2 separate regions of the Mus musculus genome follow, and region 2 is linked to region 1. The links are chromatin contacts, called in public HiChIP or PLAC-seq maps. All regions are on one chromosome and are shown on one strand. The core of a region is the stretch at or near the end of the contact, and the rest is flanking DNA. Distances in the headings are between cores, read along the strand shown. Region 1 has its middle 55 kb from the start of Olfml3. Region 2 overlaps Hipk1 (homeodomain interacting protein kinase 1).

The links. HiChIP or PLAC-seq counts read pairs in DNA pulled down with a chosen protein or histone mark.
Region 2: a contact with region 1 is called in a CTCF HiChIP or PLAC-seq map of the NIH/3T3 cell line, with 11 read pairs. The contact joins two enhancer-like sites. A contact is called at or near these places in 1 of 15 datasets of contacts at CTCF or cohesin (the NIH/3T3 cell line), 3 of 484 Hi-C or Micro-C datasets (the MC3T3-E1 cell line, the N1E-115 cell line and embryonic fibroblasts), 1 of 115 datasets of contacts at active chromatin or transcription factors (embryonic stem cells) and 1 of 9 other capture datasets (adipose tissue).

The regions. Positions count from the first base shown.
Region 1 is chr3:103,679,673-103,685,743 of GRCm38.p6, forward strand. No RefSeq gene overlaps it. Among named protein-coding and RNA genes, the nearest start is that of Olfml3, 55 kb to the right of the region's middle. Within about 2 kb of position 4,254, at least 88 of the 459 cell types and tissues checked have an H3K27ac peak or open chromatin away from gene starts, as enhancers often do. A contact at or near this core is called in the NIH/3T3 cell line and embryonic fibroblasts, where this site is marked.
Region 2 is chr3:103,756,490-103,761,913 of GRCm38.p6, forward strand. It overlaps Hipk1 (homeodomain interacting protein kinase 1), which reads right to left. Exons shown (of 16, transcript NM_010432.2): 6 at 4,998-5,182; 7 at 4,006-4,168; 8 at 2,046-2,271. Among named protein-coding and RNA genes, the nearest start is that of Gm15886, 13 kb to the right of the region's middle. Within about 2 kb of position 3,307, at least 54 of the 459 cell types and tissues checked have an H3K27ac peak or open chromatin away from gene starts, as enhancers often do. A contact at or near this core is called in the NIH/3T3 cell line and embryonic fibroblasts, where this site is marked.

The DNA.
Region 1 (6,071 bases), core at 3,004-5,503:
GCCATCTCTCCAGCCCCAGGGGTCCCCTTCTTACAGGCTTGGGGGAAAGGAGGGTAAAAAGGAGATTAAAAAGTTTCCTTTTTTTGGCCTGCTGATGGTCATTGCTAGAGGTAACCATGGAATGGTGAGTTTAAGAACGGCAAGTGATGGATAAACACCTTTCCTGGCAGGCTGTTACTAGGGGTTGATAGGGTGGGCAAGGCAGAAGCCAGCTGCTTAGTTCTAGGAATCAAACTACTTCTGTTTCTGGAATTGTCATAGTTCGACAAAAATGGAAGAGCGTTACTAAATGGTGTGGCCCTGGCTGACGACGGTAGCTAAAGCAGCACAAACATCTGCCACCAAGGTCTGGGTTTTGTGTCTCTGCCTCCTTTATTTTGGCAGAAAATACAGAGGTAAGTCATTACCCTTAACCTTTCCTCTTGAGCCACACCTTGTATTCCCAGAACAGGTCGGCCCAAATGGGGGTGATTTTCCATGCTGAGGGGGCGGTGCCCTGGAGCAGAAGGATGAAGCTCACGAGAACCAGGTTGCTCCCATCAAGCAATGTTGGTCGTAACAACTTCAGGACCAGCTCACACAATCAGAACAGAGGCAGGATCCATCAGACCACATCTTAACCAGGGTTGTCTATTAATGTGGACCTTTCAGTTCCTACCCTAAATTTTTCTCTACTGAAGCCTAAAGTTTGTGTCACTAGGCCCCATCACCTGCTCCACCTCCCAATGTGCCACACTGACTCAATCTCTTCACCCCGCTTTGCACTATTAGTCATCTCTTTAATAAGCTTATATGAGGATGGGAGGCCCAGTCAGCATTTTGAGGATGTTGGAGCTTAGGCTTTTTCCATAAACTCCAGTTACAAAACTGCCACAGTCCTCTTCAGGCGTCAGATGTTATCATCACAGCACTGTTAGCGTCAGCCTTCATGGAGGTTAAGCTTCATAATACATTCCGGAAAATGTATCTGTCAGTCATGAGAATGTTAAGTCAGAATCAAGAGTTAAAGTAGTTGACTATAAGAGGTCCTAAGATAGTCCAAGATAATTTTGACTTGGACCTATAGCATCCCTTGTCTGCACAGCCACAATGTCTCCAAGGTCAAGTCCAATGTCATGTAGTCTGCCAGATTCTTAATATAGATACATTGTCTTCAGAGAACTTCAACTACCATGCTCTGTTCCCTAGGACCACATGATTCGACATGTGTATGGTTGGAAGCCTGAGATAAGGGGATCCCCCACTGACAAGAGGAATGACCTTGAGCAAGTCACAGAACTCCCCCCTCATGAGATAAGGATCTCACTTCATAACCCAGATTGGTCTTAAACATGTGCTCTCCCTGATACAACCTCCCAAGTGCTAGGATTATGAGAATTTGCCACCACCTCTCAGTACTCAGAGAACATTTTAATCCTTTGGTGCCTCCTTAGTATTATTGTGAGGGTTAAATAAAACCATCAGCGTAAAGGAACTTAGAATAGAGTAGGTCCTCAAATGACGGCTACTATCCTTGCATATAAAGGAACACAAGGACCAGGTGAGCATCCCTCATTCTCCAACCCTCCTCTTGGTCTCACTTAGCCCTCTCTACAGCTTCCTTAAAAGCCTTTCTTCTGTTGGGGTATTAGGTACTTTCCTAGTGTCATGATAGAACACCATGGCCAAAGCAACGTATAAAAGAAAGCATTGAACTGAGCTTGCTGTTTTAGAGAGTTAGAGTCCATTTGCTCTGCCACCTTGAGTGTGGCACATGGCAGCAGGATCAGTTGAGAGCTCACATCTTGATCCACAACCACAAGGTAGAGAGAGCTCCCTGGGAATGGTGTGGGCTCTTGAAACCTCGAAACCTGCCCCTAGTGGCATACCTCCTCCAACAAGGCCACATCCCCTTAACCCTTTCCAAATGGTTCCATAAACTGGGGACCAAGTGTTCAACCATATGAACCTATGGGGGCATTCCTCATTCAAACCACCACAATTGGGCTGTTCTTCCCCTCCCATTAGTTACTCTTCTCACCACTGTGACCATGAAACCACACGAGAAGCAACTTAAGTTGGGAAGGGTTCATTGTGGCTTTTAGGGATCCAGTCTATCGTGGTGGGGATAGCATGGCTGTCGATTGGTCACATTCCATCCACAGTCAGGTAGCAGAGAAAGATGAATGCTAGTTCTCAGTTCACTTTCTCTGTTTTACTCACTCCGAGACCCCAGCCAATGGGATGATCCTTCTCATATTCAAGGTGTGTCTTCTCTCTTCCATTGAACCTTTCTGGAAACATTCTCATGGTCACACCCAGAGGCATGTTGCCATGGTGATCCTAAAGCCCATCATGTTGACAATGGAGATCACTCATCTTGGGAGGGAGCAAGACTCACCCATTTTCTTCTTGGTCCTGCTACTCATTGAACTTATGAGCAGGAGGTCTTCTTAGCACTCAGTTCTCAGCTGAGAACAACTCCTGTGTGTTGAGGGAGGAGGCACAGGAATTGTTTCCACTGTATTTCTGGGTTTCCCTACAACAAATGCTACAGTCTGCTTTTCCCTGGATGACCTGAAAGTAAACACTGTTGGCTACAAAAACAACCAAATTCCTTCCAGAGCCTAGGATAGATAAGGAATGCACAGCATTCCCGTTAACACAGCCTTGATCCTACTTTGGGAAATTATCCCCATCTTATGCTACAGGGACATTTGCATCGTGATCAGCTTAGTTTTTAGTGCCACGTATCACCCTGTTAGCCCAAAAAGGCTTCCACCTGAAGCAGAAGGCTAATGATGCCGCTCCCTTGGCACAGTCTCCCTCTCCACAAGTTCTCCTTCACTAATAGTTGTTTTTCTTGCTGCACATCCCAACATGCGCGTCCATCTTCCTACTGTGAAGCTCAGCCCCTTGTGGGAACTCCCACTCAGCCTTGTTTTCCAGCCTGTGAGGCACTGTTTGGTCTCAACTCACTGCACAAATGACTAACACTTCCTAAACTCAGAGATGAATCAGCCAGGTTACCAGCTCCTGCCATCCTTCACACAGGCCCGCTGACCTCCTCCAGTGTCAAATGCAGTGCAGCGCAGCCCAGCTCAGCCTGGCCCTGGTTTCCTGGAAATGCAAATGCATCTTGTCCCTGTCTGCCCACCCAGAATGTACTCAAGCCCACATTTCCAGACCAGGGCATCCCAGGTTTGGGTTTTTCCCTTCTTATTTTGCTTTTACTCTTTTGCTGTACAGCACTAATGAAGCCATCTTCTGCAATGTTCAATCCCCATGTCTGACTATAACAAGATCTGCCCACAACTGAGCAATACAACACACCCCCACATCCCATAGAGAACCTTTGCAATCTATTATATTGTGACACCACAGTTCTCTAAAAAAAATTTTTTTAAACACACAATAACAACAAATAAAATTCCTTCCAGGGAAAGAGAAAGCTCACTCCCACTTCACAGACACCCCCTTCTCCCCCCCCCCCCCCCGTGAGAATTAATCTACCTAAATCTCAAAGCCTCAAAGTTCTGGGCCTAGCCAATAGCCAAGCGCCTGTAATGGGCTCCCCAGCTCACCCCACCTCACCATCCGCCCCAATTTCTTCAATCTGCTCAGCAACCAGAGCCATTAAATCTAGAAAACTAATTTGCAAGGAAAACAATGAAAAGGGCAATAGTTTCTCGGTCGGATTCTAATGTAAAGTCCCACCAGGACTGGAGCGTTGTAAAGCCCGGGGAGGGGTGCCTGGAGAGAACCAACGATTAACACTCAAAGCCCCAGCGCTTCGGAAGCTGACCCGATGCAAAATGGAAATCTGCCCTATCCCACGGGGGCCAGCACTCAGGTTCACATTATTTATCCTGCAAACCGAGTTGCTAATAGCAAGCAATCACCGGCTTGCTCCCCCGCAGATCAGGGGGAGCCTGCAGAGTTTGCAGAGCCATCCCAGGACACCTGTCTGGGTTACTTAGGAGCGGTGCTGTTCGGGAAAGGGAAAGGCAGGGAATAAAGCTGGAGAGTGGGAGGAGAGGACGAGCCAGAAAGGCCAGGAGGGGCTGAGCCGCAGGGAACGCAGCTGGTGGTCTTTGCCCAGCCCCTATAGACAGCTGACCTTGGTGTGTGTCGGGGTGGGGGTGGGGGTCGACTCTGCCATGGTCTGTTCCCCAGGGATGGGGGTGGCACTCGGAGATTGGTAGATTCACCTTGAGTCATCCAATGAGTCACTAGCAGAGGGCAGAAATAGATCTTATGAGCCACTGTTCTTGTCACAGCATCTTGTTTCTGCAACCAAGACTCCTAGGAGGGGAGGGATCAGAGTGCTGCACACAGCCAGGCTGGTTCATTTGATGAGAGGACTTCTTCCCAAGTCTGCTCCCATTCCCAAGGGAAGTGATTAAGAGCCAAGAACCAAATCAAATTCTCTGGCCAAGTCAGGCACTCTCTTCACATCAAGTACACCTGTTAGCCATCCCTACCGAGCAACGTCAAGTCCAGCTGGGATCCTCAGCTCTCGTGGGAAGCACACGCATCCGGGAAAGTTTTCTCTTTCCTCTTAACTTGTAGTCTTTTAGGGCTTAGGACAGAAATACAGCTGTCTACCTGACATCCCATACCTTCAGCCCAATGTCTTCAGAAAGCAGATGTAATCTTGTTAGGTACCCATTCATGGCTTTGTACTGTTTGGAAACTTAGCCTTTATTATTATTCAAGTACAGTTGGCTTTGGAAAAAATAGTTTGTTCTCAGTTTTCAAGAAAAAAGCAATCTGCCACACTATCCAGAGCCACATGGGGACACCTATGGGCATTCAGGAATAGGTAGGAACAGAGGGGAGTCCCCCTAAAGTCCTCTGCAGTATGGACCCATTGAGTAACCAGGTGTAGAATTAACTACATTTCAGCTTAAGCTGGAGCCTAGACACTGTTCCCAGTTGCCTCCTGGCTGACCGTGAGGAGATTAGAGCAGGTGGAGGGAGGTCCAAGGTGTGAAAGCCTGATTTTTAAAAAAGTATTTTGGAACATGGACTCTGCATTGGCTGATTTGTGCACAAACAGACCTGAGCAAGCAGTTTACGGTGTCTGATAACTGAGTGGTCATAGAAGGAAAGGTTTCCAAGAGACAGCAAAGCCCCCTGGGGACAAGGCATTTGTCAAAAGAACATCACAGGTGCTGCAATTACCTTTGTAGATGCTGCAACCATTTTATGACCCTAAGAGAAACCAGTTCTGGAGAAACTAACACCAGCACAGTCCCTAGGCCCAGCCTCTGATGTTCTCACACCATGAGCTAGCAATTGCCTTCCTGCTTCAGCTGCTTCTAGTCCATCAGTATTCTATACTAAAAATACCCTAAGACCATCTTTTCAGCTTACTCTAAGATCTGCCTGTGTTCTTGTTGCACTAGATTTGTTTATGTTGTTGAACTAAAATTGCTCTTTAGAGAATGAGTTTGATGTTTAAATTTACTTCACCCCACCCCAGCCACACCCCCATCCTCACCTCACCTCATCCCACCCCACACTCACACCCTCCACCCCAACCCCCTCCCCACCCTCCCCTCTCCCACCCCACCTGGGGATTACAGGAGCTGCAGATGGCACAGAGTGTGGCCCATCACATTATTTTCCAGTTTTGAAGGGCTTGGCCTCACTTGTTGCTATAGAATCTTTCCAAAATCACATAGAAACAGAAGACCGGTATTCTGAAACTAAGAAGATGGTAGCATCCCATGTATGACTCCTGGCTCTTCCCTTGAAGCTGCAGTTGGCCTTAGGTGGGTGACACTCTTGGAGAGAGGACATGATTCAGTATAGGTGAAGGAAGTGAAATATAATTCTATTCAACTGCAAGACCAAGTCAGAGCAATCGAGAGCCACTACCTGAGAGGACAGGGTTTCCTAAGGCTGCAGGGACAACAGATTTGTGGTAGAGAGCTTAGGTAGAGCACCCAAGGCATGGAATTCACATCCTCAGAACTGAAGGAGCACACACACACACATGCTTGCACAAACATGCACACGCACACATACACTCACATACACGCTCACACACACAAACATACACACATGCACACACACATGCACAT
Region 2 (5,424 bases), core at 2,057-4,556, 76 kb after region 1:
AAGGGTGAGAAGAGGGATAGCTAATTTGCTACAGTCTATAGATGATCAGTTTGTGACAACCCAAAATATAGAATCTACTCCTATGAGGTATATATAGAAAATAATTTGGTAAATTAGGCTAAATTTGCATTTACGGATTGTGAATCTGCTCCTGCGCTCCCCCTGTGGTCTCTCCCTGGCTTACACCGCTACCGCTCTCCTGGCCTCCCGGGGAGCTCTCAGTTTCCCCCAGACCCTCATTTCCTTCCGCTTGCTCCGACTCTGTCAGAAACCAAACAAACAAAAGTCACAATCAATAAGTAACTTAAGTAAAAAGATAAAAAGGCTACCTGCTTCTATATAAAATGCTCTGAGAAGCCTGGATCCTGGTTTATTCCCACATTGACACCAAGCTTCTCTTTCTCTTTTTTCAAAATTAAGGGTTTCAAGTTTGTCTACAGAGCAGTGGGTTTCATCATAGCACCCTCAGTCATGCCATGACACTTGGTCTCATTCATTCCCTTTCCTAGTGTCCTGCTCCTCCGGACTCCCGGCAGGCAGTTCTCTTCCCTCTCCCAGTTAGTCCCTGTGATGGATTGTATATGCTCAGCCCAGGGAGTGGCACTATTTGAAGGTGTGACCCTGTAGGTGTAGGTGTGTCACTGTGGGTGTGGGCTATCAGACCCACTTCCTAGCTGCCTGGAATTCAGTCTTCTCTTAGAGGACAGCAGATAAGATATATAACTCTCAGCTCTGCCTGTGTCATGCCTGCCTGGACACTGCCATGTTTACACCTTGATGATATTCCACAATTAAATGTTGATCTTACAAGGACTGCCTTGGTCATGGTGTCTGCTCACAGCAGTAAGGACTAAGAGTCCCTCCTCTGCTTTCCAATTACAAGTTCTCCATTAGCCCATTTCCACCTTCCTTAAGATCTCTTCCCCCGCTGGGCAGTGGTGGTGCATGCCTTTAATCCCAGCACTTGGGAGGCAGAGGCAGAGGCAGGCAGATTTCTAAGTTTAAGGTCTAGAGTGAATTCCAGGACAGTCAGGGCTACACAGAGAAACCTTGCCTCAAAAAACAAACAAACAAATCTCTTCTTCCCCTACCACAATCCCCCTTCTGATTTTATCTCACACACACACACACATACTCACTCACTCACTCACTCATGCACTGTCACAGAATGCATATTTAAATCCAGGGTCTAAATATAAGAGAAAACTACATATTACGTATAAGGAAAATTACATATAAGAGAAAACATGGTATTTGTTATCTGTGTCTGGCTTATTTCTTGTTTTTACTTTTACTTGGTTTTGGAGGCAGTGTCTTACTCTAACACCTGACTAGCTCCACAGTCCTCATGCTGGGATTACAGGTCTGAGCCACTACAACCACCCTGTCACTGACTTCCTAAGGGAAAGCTAAGTGTGTTGTCAGAAAAGAGTCAAAATAATTTAACCTTCCAAATAGCTTACCAAAAGACATTTCCAACACACATTTCCCAAGTTCTAGGGGAAAAGAAAGAACTGAACAGACTGGATTACGAAACAATATGAAAAATAAGGAAACATGGAAATATGAAAATTAATCTTATTGGAAGATGGAGTTTGAAAACTAAGAATCACAGGCTTCAGCAGATGGCTCCGTGCCTTCCCTACAAGGGCTTCCTTTTGTAGAATTTTTCAGTTCAAAAAACAATAATCTGTATGTATGACTGACATTTTTAGTTTCTATATTCTTAACTATATCCTATAATAAAGTCACACTAAAGTCAACACATAACAATTCTGATTATAACAATTTAAAGATGTATATATTCTATAAACTGACATGTATATGCTTATACAAATATTTTCCTTCAATGGAAACAAACACATTATACAGCAACTCGGTCAAGAAAATCAATGAAAAGGGAAAAAAATCTATATGGCAGCTCCCAATTTCAGTCATCTACATCAGAGTTTAAACTTGTCAAAGATCAGAACTGAACAACTAGATCTTCTAGAGCAGGTAAGTCCAATGTCTAATTCCACAGAGGGAAGAGTTTCTGTACTTACTCTGAAAAGCAGGTGGGCATACTATAAATGTTTGCTGGAATGGATCTGTCTGAGTGCAGATCTGGGTGGTTCCAGGTTGTAAGGAAACACCCTGCTGGGCAACTCCAGGAACTGGCGCTGCCGACGATGGGTACAAAGCCGATTGGTAGTTTAGCAGCGAGACATCTGAATTAGCCAGAGAAAGGGTAGCTGCTGCTGCAGTAGAGCTGGAAGCTAGAACACTGGCCTGAAACAGCAAGATCACACAGAGACGGTATTAGAAGATGGACGTACACAATATGCACATCTTCTTCATTGTTTTGTTTTTCCATACAGGGTTTGTCTGTGCACCCAAGGCTGATCTAGAACTCACTTTGTAGACAACGCTGGCCTTGAACTCACAGAGATCCCCCTGTCTTTTCCTTTCCAAGTGCTGGGACTAAAGGCATGTGCCATTACTCACACACCCTGCCCTCCTAGCTCTCAAATTTTTTTTTTAAAGAAAAACTTTTGAGGCTGACTCTCATGTAGTCCAGGCTGGCACCAAACTCCTTATCTATCCAAGAGTGACATTTGAACTTTTGATCCTCCCGTCTCATCATCTGGATATGGGACTTAAGGTGTACCACCATACTTGCTTTTGCAATGCAGAGGATATAATGTTGGGCCATGCATGCTAGCAAGCACTGTCATCTGAGCTATATCCCTAGTCTTAAAAAATAAAAACTAAAAACAAAAGGTTTGTTTACTTTGTTTTGTTTTTTAAAACAAGGTCTTCCTATGTAGTTCTAGAAGGCCTAGAATTCATTATGTTAGACAGGCTGGCTGAGACCTCAGAGACATGTCTACTTCTCTCTGCCTGAATAAGGTGTACAGCACTACATCCAGCTTTATAGCCTTTTATCTTTTTAAAGCATTTATTTGTTTATTGCACCATGTGCAAATGATGTCAAAGGACGACTTGAGGGAGGGTCAGAGCTCGCTTCTTACCATATGGGTTCTGGGAGTAACAGTCAGGGTGTGAGGCGTGGCAGCAAGCACCCTTCCTCATGATGGGGCCATCTTGTCAGCCCAGAACAAAACTTTAAAATGTAATACTAGTTATCTTTGAAATAACTCTCTAAGTTTTCCAGGGCTAGGGATACACAGCTCAGGAATACGGTAATACAGTGTTTGCCTAGATTCCATCTCCAGAACCAGAAATAAGCAAGCAGAGAGTGGTACTATGAAGGGAAGGTGAGTCAGCACATGAGGAGTGACACATGGTTACGCTGGTGCTGTCTGGGAAGTGATGACACAAAGCTCAGCTATGTCAGCAGCATGCTTCATAGGAGAGTCCACTGAAACTCATAAGCACTTACAGGTTTTTAAAAAGTACACCAAACTAAAAAACTGAGCTTACATTTTTAGAGAGACTTTTCTTATTAGCAAGCAAATATAATGCCACCTTTTTTAAAAGGTTTATTTATTTTATGTATATGAGTACATATAAAATCCTATTGCAAAAGAGTAAATTACTTGATCAAGCTTAGTAATCTAGCAGCAACAAGTAATTCAATATTCAGAGCCCATGTACACTAAGTCTTATAAGGACATGTATTTAAATACTGTCCGAATATGGCTGGCAGGTACATCTATTTGGTCGTTTATTATGTTTGCCAATTCTTTTCTTCATAACAGAGAAGACTGAGCCCGAAACTGGCCTGCATTATTATCACACATGCATGATACCTGTGAGTGTGGGCATGCGTGTTCTACAGTCTGAGGACAACTTTTGGAAATTAAGTTTTCTACCATGACTTTTCATGATCAAACTGAGGCCCCCAGGCTTGCACGGCAAGGACTTTTACCTGATGAGCCATCTTGCCCAGGCCCTCACACAGAAAATGCTAAAGAAGCAACAGAAATAGCAGCATAGGACTGGTCTCTCTTACTGCCTCTGCCCCACCTAGGCTCGAGTTCCCACAGTCCCTCACTGTACCTGATTGTGCACTGTGTTGAGCTGGTTGCTGAAGCTCATGGTTAGATTTGTGCTTGTATTTGGAGCGACATGTGTAGTGAAGGGACTCTTGATCTGACTCACTGTGTCATACATGTGAACCCTCCGCTTGCAGATCTCCATGTTCTGGAAACAGGACTTAACGCTGAAAAAGATTAGAAATACACTAAATGAATGCTGGAGTTAAAACAAAAAATTCAAAACAGACATGGAACAAAGTATTTGTTTCCAAATATTTTCAGAAAGAAGAACCAAGGGTTGTTCTAACAAGAAGAAAAATCGACACCTCTCTCTAAGCCCACAGCTTTTAGAAAGAAAAGCACCAGTGAGTCAATTTACCAGCAACAAAATGACTGCTGACCTGGCAGCGCCCTGGAAATAAGATGGCAACTCCACCGAGGCACAGCGGCACAGCCCGACCCCCATACTCACTGGCTGCTGTGTGGACACAGCGGCACACCCGACCCCATACTCACTGGCTGCTGTGTGGACACAGCGGCACAACCCGACCCCATACTCACTGGCTGCTGTGTGGACACAGTGGCACACCCGACTACCCCATACTCACTGGCTGCTGTGTGGACACAGCGGCACAGCCGACCCCATACTCACTGGCTGCTGTGTGGACACAGCGGCACAACCCGACCCCATACTCACTGGCTGCTGTGTGGACACAGTGGCACACCCGACTACCCCATACTCACTGGCTGCTGTGTGGACACAGCGGCACAGCCGACCCCATACTCACTGGCTGCTGTGTGGACACAGCGGCACACCCGACTACCCCATACTCACTGGCTGCTGTGTGGACACAGCGGCACACCTGACCCCATACTCACTGGCTGCTGTGTGGACACAGCGGCACAGCCGACCCCATACTCACTGGCTGCTGTGTGGACACAGCGGCACAGCCCGACCCCATACTCACTGGCTGCTGTGCGGACACAGCGGCACAGCCCGACCCCCATACTCACTGGCTGCTGTGAGGAAAGTCCAGGAGGTGACTCATCGTCACAAATTGGTGGTTAAGAGTCTTCAGAGGCGTGATTCTCTTATCTGCATCAATCGTCAGCATTTTCTTTAGAAGATCAATATACTCTCTCCGATCTGCTTTCTCTGCTAACATATCTGTCCCCTCTAAGTCTGTAGACATATTTACCTTTGCAAGCAAAGAAAATTAGAAATGTTGTATTTCCTGACTTAAATAGTACATTAAGAGCTTACTGTGTCTGCTTTTTCTCTCCAAACAAGAGAAAGCAGATATTTAATAGAAGCATTTTAGAAAAGAGAAAACTGGGGAAATTAAGTTTAATTACAGAATAATAATTCCACAGAAGGAAACTCTCTGCCTATGTGGTATAATAGAGCTAAATTGACTCTTGGCATTAACATTTTGAAAGT